2 separate regions of the Mus musculus genome follow, and region 2 is linked to region 1. Evidence: chromatin contacts called from public HiChIP or PLAC-seq data. All regions are on one chromosome and are shown on one strand. Each heading gives the region's core, a stretch centred on a gene start, on an enhancer-like site or on the middle of the called end of the contact. The rest is flanking DNA. Distances are from core to core; before and after follow the strand shown. Region 1 holds the start of Slc13a2 (solute carrier family 13 (sodium-dependent dicarboxylate transporter), member 2). Region 2 holds the start of Poldip2 (polymerase (DNA-directed), delta interacting protein 2).

The links. HiChIP or PLAC-seq counts read pairs in DNA pulled down with a chosen protein or histone mark.
Region 2: a contact with region 1 is called in an H3K4me3 HiChIP or PLAC-seq map of embryonic stem cells, with 16 read pairs. The contact joins the promoter of Poldip2 here to the promoter of Slc13a2 in region 1. A contact is called at or near these places in 1 of 484 Hi-C or Micro-C datasets (nephron progenitors), 4 of 115 datasets of contacts at active chromatin or transcription factors (the SCID.adh cell line and embryonic stem cells) and 3 of 9 other capture datasets (adipose tissue, liver and pancreatic islet).

What each region holds. Positions count from the first base shown.
Region 1 is chr11:78,418,419-78,425,908 of GRCm38.p6, forward strand. It overlaps Slc13a2 (solute carrier family 13 (sodium-dependent dicarboxylate transporter), member 2), which reads right to left and starts at 3,816. Exons shown (of 12, transcript NM_022411.4): 1 at 3,648-3,816. The coding sequence starts at 3,749.
Region 2 is chr11:78,507,213-78,513,758 of GRCm38.p6, forward strand. It overlaps Poldip2 (polymerase (DNA-directed), delta interacting protein 2), which reads left to right and starts at 5,084. Exons shown (of 11, transcript NM_026389.3): 1 at 5,084-5,260. The coding sequence starts at 5,100. It overlaps Tmem199 (transmembrane protein 199), which reads right to left and starts at 4,956. Exons shown (of 6, transcript NM_199199.3): 1 at 4,685-4,956; 2 at 3,136-3,209; 3 at 2,513-2,602; 4 at 1,441-1,483; 5 at 1,107-1,219; 6 at 1-593. The coding sequence starts at 4,895. The coding sequence ends at 498.

The sequences.
Region 1 (7,490 bases), core at 2,566-5,065:
GTCCTCCTGTCTCCACATCCCAACTGCTGCGATTAGAGGACTGTGCCACCATGCTCAGAGTGCTAGAGAGTAGTAAATCCAGGGCCTCATGTATGTTAGGCAAACCCTCTCTGCCCATGGAATGACATCCTCAGCCTCAGCCAGGATCCTTTCAAACAGGGACTGCTCTGTAAATAAAACGCCGGAGTGACTAGTGTGATCTGACGGGGGTGGGGTAGGGAGGGTGGGGCGGCAGCGGCGGGGGTTTTGCCCTGAGCTGCATCGCCAGGCTGTGGTTAGTGGGTAGCCATTAGTGGATGCACGGTGTGTTTTCCATTTATAGAAGTCTCAACTTAGGATGAGTTTACTAGGATTGAGAGGCCAAATCTTTTAAGTTCAGACTCCATTTTTAAGAACCTGACCTAAGTTTGAATTCAGGTAAACTAACAGGTCAGTACCTAGCATTAGTTTCCAAGTTACACCCCCACAACAAAACCAGAACCTAACTCCAGTCTCTAGACTGACCCCCAACAAGACCAGCGTCTCCAGGTTATTCCCCTACAGGTTTACACCCCCAGGTTACAAGCCCACCTCCTGTCTAACCAATACAGAGGGAACTAGAGATTAAGTTTATGATTTGATTCCCAGCACCAGCCAATTATGCTAAAGGCCACAGCAGCTTTCCAATTAGATGTACACTCACCCCACCCCCTTGCTTGCCGCTTTCTAGAAAACCTTGCCTGATAGATATCCCGGGCTCCTCTTCTCACCAAGAATCATCCTGTGTGACTGCCGGCCGGTGTGCCTGGGAGCCCAAGCTAGCTCGAATAGAATAAAAAGACCCTGCGGTGACTTGCACCAGATTGGCTCCTGTCTGTTTTGGGGGAATCACTAACACTTCCCTGGCACTACAGGATCATAATGCAGACACTTTGGGAGTGTGCTGCGGGGACTGCTGGTGTGTGAGTAGGTGGGGGAAAGTGGACCCTTCAGAATGGCTGGAGTCATGGCTAGCATCAAAGGCATTGAGACATTTCTCAATGAGACGATGTGAAAAGTCTTCTGAGGTGCCAGGCTGAGCTTTGGTTTGGATCTGGATGCCAGGCTGATTATAGAGAAATATTTGTGTGGACCAAATACCCAAGACAGTTGGCTGATACAACTGTAGAGGTCTGGAGTAGGATCCTAGACTAAGGTCTTGGGGGCAGGGAGGTTCTTGTTTTGTTTTTGAGGCAAGTTCTGACCACTTAGCCCCGGCTGGCTTTGGGCTCATGATCTTGCTACTTCAGCCTCCCAAATGCTGAGATTAGAGGTGAGTGATACCACACCCAGCTAAGAGGGATGCTTTTCCAATTATGAGACAGTATACAATTACCTGGCCAGGAATCAGGAGGGGTTGGAGTGGGTGTGTGTGTGGGGGGGGGAAGACAGGAAGGATGCTGGGAAACCTGCCGAGTCTGACAGAGAAGGAGTCACTGTCTCTCAGACAGAGAAGGTGTCACTAAAGTCAAGTGAGGGCAAAGTGGGTGTGACCATCTGGGACAAATCTTGCTGCAGGGTTGAGGATGGGTCTTGGGTTAGGACCCTGGAAGCTAGTGGGACTCTGGATAGCAGTGTCAGGAGTGAGGAAAGAAAGCACACACGTGTGTGTGTATGTGTGTGTGTGTGTGTGTGTGTGCACGCGCGTGCAGGCACACTCTGAGGCTTGCTATGGTTATAGCAAAGGAATGGTTATAGAAAAGGAAGGCAGGCTCAGAGAAAGAGTGACTGTGACCTGCAGGGTCTTGACAGTTTGCCATGAGAAGCATAAAATCTGGTTTATATGGTGATGGGCTCAGTCAAGCAGGGAAGGAGAAATTGACCACAAATTCTTGTGTAGGATAGGAACCCAAGGTCCAAATGAGGGCCTGACCTCTCAGGACAGTTGATTGAGTCAACAGAGGGCAAGCAGAAGCAGGTGGCAGGGCCAGGTACAGCAGAGCAAACCCTGGAGCTTCACACTCCCGCCACTGCACACCATCCTTTCACCAAAAGGCACAGCTTTCTCGAAACAACTCAGCTTCCCTCTGCCACGTGACCCCGGGGCAAAACAATGAATCTTTCTGAGCTATGTGTGCCTCTCCCAGGATGGTGGTGGTGTCACACGTGTTCCAGCCTGTCCGAAATCTATCTGAGCAATCCCCCGCTTAGAGACGCCACTTGTCTGAGAAAGGTTATCTCCAAAATCAGTCTGGCCTTATCACTGGGCAAGTGTTGGGGACCGTATCCTGAGCCTTCTCCCTCAGAGATAACGCAAACCCAAGGCCTTCCTGGATTGATTTCCCCTATCTGTAGCAACAAGTAGTGGCTCATTGGGCAGAACCAGGGGCGTGGGATGGTCCATGGCCAAGATTCAGTGTCAGTTTTGGAGACAGCCACACCGCTAGTTCTGCCCCCACCCATCCATGTCCTTTGCAGAGGCAGCTAGACTTTGAGGCTGAGGTCTGAATCCCTCTTGGAGCTTCCTTTCCCAAAGCTCTAGGATACTTTCATTCAAATCTAGGGATTCCCCCCACCCCCACCCCCATCCCCCGAGACAAGGTTTCTCTATGTAGCCCTAGCTGTCCTGGAATTCACTCTGTAGACCAGGATGACCTAGAATTCACAGGGATCCACCTGCCTCTGCCTCCTAAATTTTGGGTTTGAAGTTGTGCACCACCACTAACCTAGCTAAAATTTAGGGATTTTTTTTTTGTCTGTGTTTTTGTTAGTTTTGATGGTGCTAGGGATTATTAAACCCCAGATCTTGCACAAGACAGACAAAAACCTTACCATTGATTGGGTTGTATCTCCAGACCTCCAAGCTAATTTTAAATTTGTCATATAATGCCCCTCCTCCTCCAGACACGGTCTCTCTACGTAGCCAGGGCTGTCCTTGAACTCAAAGATCTGCCTGTCTCTGCTTCTGAGTGCTGGTATTTTAAAGGCGTGTGCCACCACACCCGGATTTAATGTTAATTTTCTTACAGAGAAACCACAAAGGACATAGAAACCAAGCTCCAAGGCACCAAGTTCTGTCCTGGGACTTTGAATAACTGACTTACCTTCCTTTTCCCCATCTGCAAAATGGGACAGTGGGACCTGGCTCATAAGATGAAGCACAGAATCCCTCGATGCCCGTCACAGGCGCGGGTGGGGGGTGGGGTTTCAAGTGAATAACCTCTTGAGATGGGAAGGAGGCAGGCACCTTGTGCTCTGGCTGTGCACACTGAAAGGGGTCCCCCTCAGTGGCCACCCGTGAGACTGCAGGTGAGTCATTTATCTTAGTTTTATCTTCGAGGGCACAGCTGCCTGAGGCCAGCTCTCTCCTACTTATCCTCTCAAAAGCTAGTTACCCACTTGGCTCTTCCTGTCCCTGGCTGGCACTGAGCTCAGCGCTAATGGGCACACAATAGTCAGATAAACTCATCTGTCGGCTGCATTTCCTTTATGCAATTGGCTTTCTGACCACAAACCAGCAGGCTCCAAAGTGCCCTGCGGAAACCACCCTTGGCTCTCAGAAAGACCAGGAGGTGGTGGCTTCACTTTCTGGGGAAGGGAGGTGAAAAGGAAAACCTAAGGATGCCCCACTTTGACCCTGACGTCACCCCTTGAGTCACTTATACTGAATGAGACCCACCAGTCCTTACCTTAGTTTGGACAATGAGTGGCAGAGGCAACAGGAAAATGGGCAGACATAGCACAATCAGGTAGGAGCGATAGGCCCATAGTGCCTGCCAGCAGGTGGCCATGGTGAGGACCAGCCTGTCCCGGCAGCTGCTTCCAGGAGCTACGAAAAAGACTGAAGGTGTAGCGCACAGCAGGTGGCCTGGGGCAGCTTATATAAAGCCAGAGGAGTGTTAACCATTGACCCACCCTGGCAATCAGAGTGTTTTTGGAATCAGGAGGTGGGAGTAAGGAGGAGGGACCTGCGGGAGGAGTAACAACCAGGAAGACTTAGCGGGAGCCAGGGAGGGTAAAGACAAGAAATAAAAGCTTCGGGTTACTGGAGGAAAGCAGCCCAGATTTCACTCCTTCTGGACACAGAGACTGCCGGGGGAACCGGACTTGGAGTCGGGGCTGTGCAGAGCAGGAGCTAAGCTCTCTTTCCAGGCCAGCCCACCTCTCGCCTTTGATTTCCCCAAAGCCAAGTTCTCAGCTGAGCAGTTGACACATGACCCTTGGAGCTGGGCGTTACCCCTATCCTGACTACCCAGGCATCCCATCCTTGGGAATTTTAAAGCCCAAGATCCCTACTGGGAGGCCTGGGGGCAACTGGCCAGCCAACCACAAACTTGCCCCCTCCTGCTAGGTATCAGGGAATCTGTCAAAGTCACAAGTTCTTCATACCCTTAGCACAAGACTGACCCACTGACTTGACCTGGCCACTGGCCGCTTCCTCATTCTGCAGTAATCCTTTCCTGTATATGTTGAGCATCGATGTGTGGTAGGTAGACAATAAAGATTATTATTTTTTTTTCAGAATCTTCCTGGTCCCCACCTCTTGACTGCCATGGAAAAACAGCAAATATTGCTTCATACGCTATTTACATACTCAGCCATTCCTCATACCTGTCATCCACCCAACAAACCTTTGGCACCAATCATGGGCAGCATTTGGTGCTAAGGATACAGAAATTAAAAGGCCATACATAGGTGGGGTGTGATGTTCCCAGCATTTAGTCCAAGCTGGACTGTGTACTGTTTCATTGACCGCACAAAACACTAGGTGTTACAGTTCCACTTTACAAGTGGGGAAACTGAGACCTGAACACAGAGCTGGGTAGACTTCAAACATGTTCTGTGAGTGCCCTGATGTGGATGCCAACCCAGGGTGGAAGCTTGGGGAGAGAGCACTGGAGACACCCCAAAAAAGATGCCTGGAGGAGAGCCTGTGTGTGTCCCGGCTCTAGATTGGAGTCATAGGCAGGAGGAGGGCAGAGTGGGACCGAGAGGGTGTCGGGCAGGCTGATGTATGTGCTGCTGGGGACCGGGGTGCAGAGTGTGGTGTGGAATACCTACTTGGTTTGTTTTTTGTTTTTGGCTTTTTCTCTTCTTTTCTTTTCTTTTCTTTTCTTTTCTTTTCTTTTTTTTTTTTTTTTTTTCTGAGACAGGGTTTCTCTGTATAGTCCTGGCTGTCCTGGAACTCACTCTGTAGACCAGGCTGGCCTCAAACTTAGAAATCTGCCTGCCTCTGCTGTGCTGGGATTAAAGGCGTGCGCCACCACACCCAGCTTGGAGTACCTACTTGGAAACAGTCTCTCAGGTGCTCTTGCCCCTCCTGGCCCTATACTGAATGCAGCAGGTGTTTGATGGGTGTCTCTGATATTATCACAGTGTGATCTGTGGGTGCCAGGGTAAGAAGGAAGGGTGCCAGAGAGACCTTTCAGGTGGGAACACAGTCTGACAAAGATGTATAGGGCTGAGGACAGAAAGGCTCCTTGGAGCCGGGCGTGGTGGTGCACGCCTTTAATCCCAGCACTTGGGAGGCAGAGGCAGGCGGATTTCTGAGTTCGAGGCCAGCCTGGTCTACAGAGTGAGTTCCAGGACAGCCAGGGCTATCCAGAGAAACCCTGTCTCGAAAAACAAAACAAAACAAAACAAACAAACAAACAAACAAACAAACAGAAAGGCTCCTTGGTTGGAAGCTGCCCCTCCCAGGATAGGACTGACAGCTGTCACTCACCTTGTCAGGCTGTTAGGACACCCACGCACTCCTGGCTCCAGTGAGGGGTCTGAGTGAGAGACCCTCAACGCTTTGCAGAATGGTTGCAGCCGTGTGCATGGGTCTAGGTGGCAGAGCCAGACAGGATGGGAAGTTAAACAAACAGCAGGCAGCTCCCAGCCTTTACTCCCACAGAGCTACTGAAGTGAGCAAGAGGCAGGAAGATGGAAGACAAAGAGTTTCAGACACACAGGACAATACCCAATTCTAGTTTCTCTAGAAGAAAGCCTCTCCCATGGCCCAGGGCTCTGGAGGAGCCACTGCTGCCACCAGGCTGGATTCTCTTCCCCCAAGAGCAACATTTACTGCTTATAAACCACATCCCGATTCTCCTCCACACTCCTAAAGCATAGAGCACAGGCATGGCTTGTCATAGCACGTGAATCTGTGAAGCTGGGCTCATTTCCAGTACTGCCCTTGGCTCACCCTCCATTGCTCTGGACTACTTTGGTAAAGCTGGGACAAAACTCAGCATTTCCAAAATAGCTGGCTACTGTTTTCTGGCTGCTGCCAATAATCCTCTTCTGTGCCATGGACTTTGCTGGCCTTGGTTGATCCTCTGCCTTCTCCTCCTCCTCCTACTCCACCTCATTTTCTTTTGGTGTGTATGTGTGTGTGTGTGCGAGTGTGTGTGTGTGTTTATACGTGCATGTGTGTACATGTGCATATATACATGTAAAGGTAGATGTGAGTGCTCACACACATGTGAACAGAGATCAACATAAGATGTCATTCCTTAGCAGCTGTCCATCTTGGTTTTAGAGACAGTCTAGAGCTCACTATTCAGCTAGTCTAGCTGGCCAGTGGGTCCCCGAGGTCCTCCTATCTCTACCTGCAATGCTGGGACTGGGGTTATAGAGGCCTCCTGTTGAATTCAGATGATGGTGACGACGATGACGATGATGATGATGATAATTTACATGGGTGCCAGGGTTGAACTCAAGTCTTCATGGTTTTGTGGCAAGCAGTTTATCAGCGAAGCCATCTTGCCATCTCCCCAGCTTTGCTGCTGCTGTTCTTTTTTTTCTTTTTTTCTTTTTTTGGTTTTTCAAGACAGGGTTTCTCTGTATAGCCTGGTCCCACTCTGTAGACCAAGCTGGCTTTGAACTCAGAAATCTGCCTGCCTCTGCCTCCCAAGTGCTGGGATTAAAGGCGTGCACCACCATTGCCCGGCTGCTGTTCTTTTAAAAACAAATTTATTTTAGACTTATTTATTTCACGAGTATGAGGGTTTTGCAGGGTGTATTTCTGTGTACTAAGTTCACGGTGCTTGTGGAGGTCAGACAAGAGCATCAGGTTCCCTGGAACTGGAGTTATGGATGGTTGTGAACTGAATCCAGGCCCTCTGCAAGAGCCGCCGGTGCTCTTAACTACTGAGCCGTCTCTCTAGTCCCATCCCTGATGCTGAAATTCAGTGCTGGACAAATGATTGGATCAGCAGCATACAGGCAACCCAACCCCATTATTAATTTATTTCAAAATCAGAGTCCCAAGGCTAACGGGAAGCTTCTAGCTGCCACACACATTGCAAGAACTTACTCCCTGCCCAGCAACCAAGCCAGTGTCCTACTCTGCAAGGCCTTGTTCATTTTTCCCAGCCCTACCCCATGGCCTCCTTCAGTAAATAGTGCATGACTCCTGATGGACTGCAAACAGTGCAAGCAGGAAAGCAGCCTTCCTACAGTCTTTGCTGAGGCCTTACCTGAGATATACAGCCTTGGGTCCTATCTCAGAGGAATGTCAGACCCAGGACATTCCTGCCTTGTGC
Region 2 (6,546 bases), core at 3,834-6,333, 90 kb after region 1:
ATCTGATTTCTCTCAGGCCATATAAGCTCTGGAAAATGGCCTGATACCATTTCCTTTTCTACAGAGTTAGCTGCCTGGCTTCTAGTTCCACCATCCTGTATCAACTGGTTTTTCTTCTATGGATGCCTGTCTTCTGACTATTGGGCCAGTTCAAGGCAGTAGAGTCCATTTGGGGTAAAGGCCTGGGTTCTACTTACTTTTATGAGAAAAACCAGACTCAGTAGACCCCAAAATGGACCAGCAAAGGCAGATGATGGGCACTGGATTCAGAAGTTACTGAGATCAGTCTTTTTAGTTTTACAGAAACACTGTCTGAATCTCCTCTACTCCTCCCCAAGGAAATTCACAGCAGACAGGCTCCCCAAAGAACCTGACCTGGTCCTCTGACTAACTGGAGCTGAATACAAAGAGCATTGTGGGTTGACTGAGAGTCTGTGATGGGCAATGGAGTCTGGGGCTCCCCACACTTCTTCCAGACTCTGATGGTGAAACACCAGTTACAGCTCGCCCAGTTCTCCTTCCATTGCCCTTACCATGACGTACAGTTCTGCCAGACCTACCACCGAGGCAACGATCAATGCAGCCAGCACTCTCTGCAGGTGAGAAGAATTAGGGATAAGAGATGTGGGTCAGCACTCAAATCTGCAAGCCCTTAGCACCTCTAATGAGGATTGAGATTCCCTATTCCAGCCCCTAAGTCATCAGTTCTCAACCTGTGGGTCACGACCCCTTTGAGGGTCAAATGACCCTTTCACAGTGGTCACAAATCAGATATCCTGCATATAGAGATTTACATTGTGATTTGCAATAGCAAAATTACAGCTACGAAGTAGCAAGAAAAATAATTTTATGGTTGGGGGTCACCACAACATGAAGAACTGTATTAAGGGGTCACAGCATTAGGAAGGTTGAGAACTATTGCCTTAAGTTGTAGAGGAAAGGAGGCTCTTGGGATTGCTACCCACCCCCATGATTACTGGGAACCTAAATGTGTCCATGTTGATTGCATAAATATATACAACTGATTAACCTGTGCGGTTCCACATACACCCTCCCTTTCCCATTAACCCAACAAGGGCACTCTGTCCTGCCCTGTGCCTACTCACCGAGGCCATTTCTGTGAAGACATACTGGCTTCCTAGGTAAGTGCAGACAAAGGCAGCTGCCACTGTGATAATGAAGTTGAAGATGGTGACGACCAGAGCCTTCACTGACCTCACTTTGGGAACAGTTCAGAGAGGAAGCATTTAGGCCAGCATTCTCAGGGAGGACAGATTACCTCAGAGCTGCCTCCCCTATCTGGTGTGTTCTCTTCAGAGACCAAGTCTGAACGAACGTCTTACACTTCATCTCATAATAGTGCGTGTGGTAGGAAGGATGGCCATGACCAACCCCAGGGAGAGGTTTGAGCAGCCTGGGCTCCCATTCTCAGCACCTTACCTTGCTTTCCCAGGTCACTGAGAGTCCCCCCACACTGTGCATCCTGGGAAAAAGTAAGTAAATAAACAAACAAACAAAACACAAAACAAAATAAAACAACAACAAAACAGATAATTTCAGAATGAGCAGTTCAGGTCCCCTTTACCAGTTCAGCCTCAGTCCTTTCTATTTCTCAACACATCAGCTCTCCCTTCCTTGGGTTCTTTAGCCTGGGACTTGTATGATGCCTTTTAGATCATAAAGAGGAGGATCCAGGCTCCTAGGACCCATCAACCTTCCTATGTTATCGCAAAAACATGCCAAAGAAGTCCTGTCGGGAAAGAGAGGCTACAGGCACACCTGTGATCCTAGTATTTGGGAGGCTGCCTGGGCTACAGAAACCCTTCCTTGAATAAAGAAGAAAGCTCTACGGCTCATATCCATTTCTATGACATTTAAGAATGAGTCACCAGGGGGCTGGAGACATGGCTCAGTGGTTAAGAGCACCAACTGCTCTTCCGAAGGTCCCGAGTTCAAATCCCAGCAACCACATGGTGGCTCACAACCATTCGTAATGAGGTCTGACGCCCTCTTCTGGTGTGTCTGGAGACAGATACAGTGTACTTAGATATAATAATAAATAAATCTTAAAAAAAAAAAAAAAAAAGAATGAGCCACCAGGGCTGGAGAGGTGGCTCAGAGCCATCTATAGTGGGATCTGGTGCCCTCTTCTGGCATGCAGGCATACATGCAGACAGAACACTGCATACATAACAAACAAACATTAAAAAAAAAAAAAATTCAGTCACTATCTAAGGCCAGAGTCTCAGTGAATACACTGAAGACTCGCCTTGGTCCACATGGAACATAGGCCTTACAGTTCTACAACAGTGTATAGACTAAGTTTGAATTCCCATATTTTTCTTTTCTTTTTTGAGACAGTGTCTCACTATATAGTTCTGGTTGGTCTCAAATTCATTTGCCCCTGCATCAGAAGTACTGGGATTAAAGGTGTGTGCCATTACACTACCCTCGCCGTTTTTTTCGAACATTAGGCCTTTTTCGAACATTTTTTCGAGCAGTAGGCCCTTACCTGACAAGTGACATTGCGAGTGATCCGCTTATACTCCTCATTGGCTAGCTGTATCTTAATCTTCTCTAGCCGGGCAACTAGCTCTGGATTCTAAACAAAAATAAGCACGTGAGAAGAATGATATTCTTTTACATGTTTCCAAAGACCACTGTACTCCTAATGGTGCTGGGACACCGCACACCTGTTATGCTTGCACTGCTTTGGAAAATGGTTCACTGAGTCTCAGTTTTCCAAAGCCGTCAGAGAGGTTTCTCTCCCTGATCTTAGACTCCCAACAGCTTTTGGTTTTGTTTTTTTAAATCCTTTGTACATGCACATAAACCCGAGCAGCAGTACATGTGTGCAGGGAAGAGATAACCTTTGGGAGTCAGCCTTTCCCTCCACCATGGGGGTCCTAAGGACAGAACCCAGGTTGCCTGCCATGCTTGGTAGCAAGTGCCCCCACTCATTGAGGTATTTCACTGGCCCCCAAATTTTATGTATTTATTGGTGCTAGGGCCTTGTCAAGTACTATCCCACTGAGCCACAGCTCAGCTTTTCCAAAGAATTAAAATATAAGATTTCAAACCCAAAAGCTGATTAATAAAACCTGTACCCAACTCTCACAAATTTCTGTTACATACCCGGGGAGGCTTCACAATCTCTGGAAAGTAGATGTCACTGCCTTCTAGGAGTTCATGAAGATACAGCCTGGAATCTGGAAAGAATAAGGTTCCACATAATGACACGTGCAGCTGAGGCTGGAAAGCTAAGATGACAGAAGTGGGTAGCCCTAATTTTTACCCAAATAAAACACGGCCATCCCTGTAAACTCATATATATTTCATATTTAACTCATATATTTCATATATAACTCGTATATATATATATATATATATATCATATTTCACTGAAGTTAAGATGGAAGTAGTAAACCTGGGGTTTATGAGAAGGCTTTTGGACTGGATATATGAGAACTCGGTAGGCACTGGAGAGTGATATGGGGGAAAATACGCCTCAGAAAGGATTAGATCTGAAAAGAACGCGGCGACTCTTGATTGGGGACCGCTCACTTCTTTCTCTCATATATAGATATATTGTTGAGACAAGGCTGATATATGTATATACATACACATATCATGTAGACCAGGCTGGCTCAGAACTCATTATGAAACCAGTCTAACCTTAAGTTCATTTAGATACACCTAGCTGTCTCTTGAATTCTCATGTACTTCATCTAGACAACTCACAATCTTACTGCCTCAGCCCCTTGGGTTTCAGGTACGTGCCATGCCCAACCTTGTGATCATTTTCTTTCTCTCCTTGTGTTTATTCAATTATTTTTCATTTTACTCAAGATAACTTTCAACTAGGAAAGATTTAGGACAATTCCACCTAAGTATTTTTTAGTGTCATAGAGTGGACTTTAACTGTCAGTCTTCGTTACCAACCCTACCTCACCACTACCAATGGTAGGTTATTTCTGTGAAAATAATAGATCTGTCCTAGTCAGGATTGGGTTGTGATGCTAAACACTCAGCGGACACTGTATTAGAGGATCTTTTTCTAAGATTCTCTTAAGTCTAAATAGTTGATCATCTACCCTTTGCACTTCTGGCCAGGATATGTTAACTCTGGCAAGGTAAGTTACATGCCAGTTTACCCTATTCCCTACCTTAACATAAGTAAATAGGTCTGAAAAGGAGAAATGACTTCTTTACAATGTCTAGAACTACATGCGACTCAATCCAGATCTTTCAATAGTTTTTGTTGTTGTTACCGTTTCCCTACCCTCACCCCTAAACTGGGGCTTGCACCTTTACCTTTGAGATGGAAGGAAAAAAAATCACTTTTTCCAAACACGATATGCTCACTATTGATATATGGCCCTCAAATGGAGAAACTCAACCTGTCAGATAGTACTGGGCTACAATCTCGACTTCCTAAAAAAATTCACATGGACTTAGGTGGCACTAAAAGAGGACTCAACAAAATCTGAAAATACGTTTTGTAACACACTAAGAATTTTCACGGAAGTTAAGATGGAAGTAGTAAACCTGGGGTTTATGAGAAGGCTTTTGGACTGGATATATGAGAACTCGGTAGGCACTCGAGAGTGATGGGGGGAAAATACGCCTCAGAAGGGATTAGATCTGAAAAGAACGCGGCGACTCTTGAATGGGGACCGCTCACTTCTTTCTCTCAGGTGCTGATGCAGATCTCGGATGAGACGGAATGAAACCAGGCGCCGGGGTCCCGTGGCATTATCACTGCCCGCGTGTTTCTTTCCCAGAGCAGCCTCGAGCTGGGCACGCAGCTTCCGGGGGAGCTGCTCCCGTTCCAGTTCTCCGCCAGGACCCAAAGCGCGAACCAGTCGTTCGCCGGCAAGCAAGGAAGACGCCATTTCTGCCTCACGCTCTGATCAGGTGATCCCAAACTCGGACTTCCGCTCACAGGCGCCGGATGTAGCTGGAGGAGCCCACGCGGCCGCGGGGGGCGGGCCCGAGGGGAGGGGCTTAGGCGCGGGGCAGTGTGGGGCGGGGGCGGGACGGCGCCCCGCCGCGGGTCGGGCCCTGTGTCAGCAGCCGAGCGGGCGCTCGGGCGGGACATGGCTGGTTGTGTGGCCCGACGGGCCCTAGCAGTGGGCAGCCGCTGGTGGTCTCGGTCGCTGGCCACGACCCGAGGGTCGAGGCCACTGTGTGCGGTCGGTGGAGCAGGGGGCCTTCCGCCGGTGGCCACAGCGACGACCCGAAGGCATCTGTCGTCCCGGTGAGGGACGGAGAGAGGGGGCCAGGGAGCCGGGCCCAGAATCTAGGGAGCGTTTTCTACCTAGCTACTAAGGAAGCCAGGAGGCCTGACTCTGTTTGGGCAGCCGGAGTGCCACCTGAGAAAGGGTCCCGAGGAGAGAGCCGACACGGGCTGCTTGGGACATGTGCCAAGAGCAAAGAAGGGAGCACTGCCCAGGGCCCTGGCAGTGCAGGGCAGCTCCGAGGGAGAACAAGTAACGCTTCTTAGGCGAATCCTGCCTCCCAGGCTGGGGTCCCCGGCACCTGGAGTGGGCTGCCATTTAATACAACTACAGGGATCCCCGGGCCCTTTTGGGTCAGTGACTCTCAGAAATATGCTATTCTGTGGGAAACAAGTCGATTTAAGTGTCTACCTTTGTGGGTCCTGTTTCCATGTGACCTTGGGGAGACTGATTTTGCCCATGTGACTTGGGAAATAGGGGTTGAGGCTCGGGGGGGGGGGGGCGGTGTAAACAAAGCCTTGTAGGGATCAGACAGGATTGAAAAGTTGGCTATGAAGTTAACATTTCCAAAGTAACATTACAGTGCTTTGATGGATCCATAGCAAAATTAATCCTATTTAAAAGGATAAGTTGATGGAAATGACCTGATAGTGGTTAAGGGAGGTATTTGCTATTTAAGACAAGTAAATGTGAAAAGACACTGGGTGGAGACACGGCAGTGCTAAGTGTACTGTGTGGGGTACCTTTGAGAATCTAGAAATGCTAGGTCCTGAGGTCAGGGTAAAGACTTAGAATTTACAGCACAGTTGAATGTGTAGGATTGGGAGAATCATGCTGTGTAGCCAGATGGGCCCAGAACCTGTTATTTTCCAGCCTTAGCCTTAAGAGCCCTGGGATTACCGATGTGTGGAACCATTTTTGGTTCAGAACAATTCTTCCAAGTAGCAAATGCCAGGCTTAGTGAGTATACTGCCAAGCAGCAGTGGGTAAAAGTAGAGACAGAAGAACTGCTTGCCTCAGAACAAATGCTTTTTGAGCACCTCTTACACACTAGGCATGTCTCTCAGGTCCTTAATGGACTCAAGGCATGCATACCAGGAACTGAAATGCAAAGTTGGAAGGATGGTTAACATGTGGGGGGGGGGGAAGACCCGGAGGGTGGGTGAAGGTGTGCATTGAAACAGGATATGCAAGAATAAGAATGACTTTGGAAATGCTAAGTAAAGATAGAAGGAAGTAAGTTTGGAGTAGTCACACAAAACCCTGGAAGACTGGGAGACCTTCACCATGTAGATGCCCATGGCTG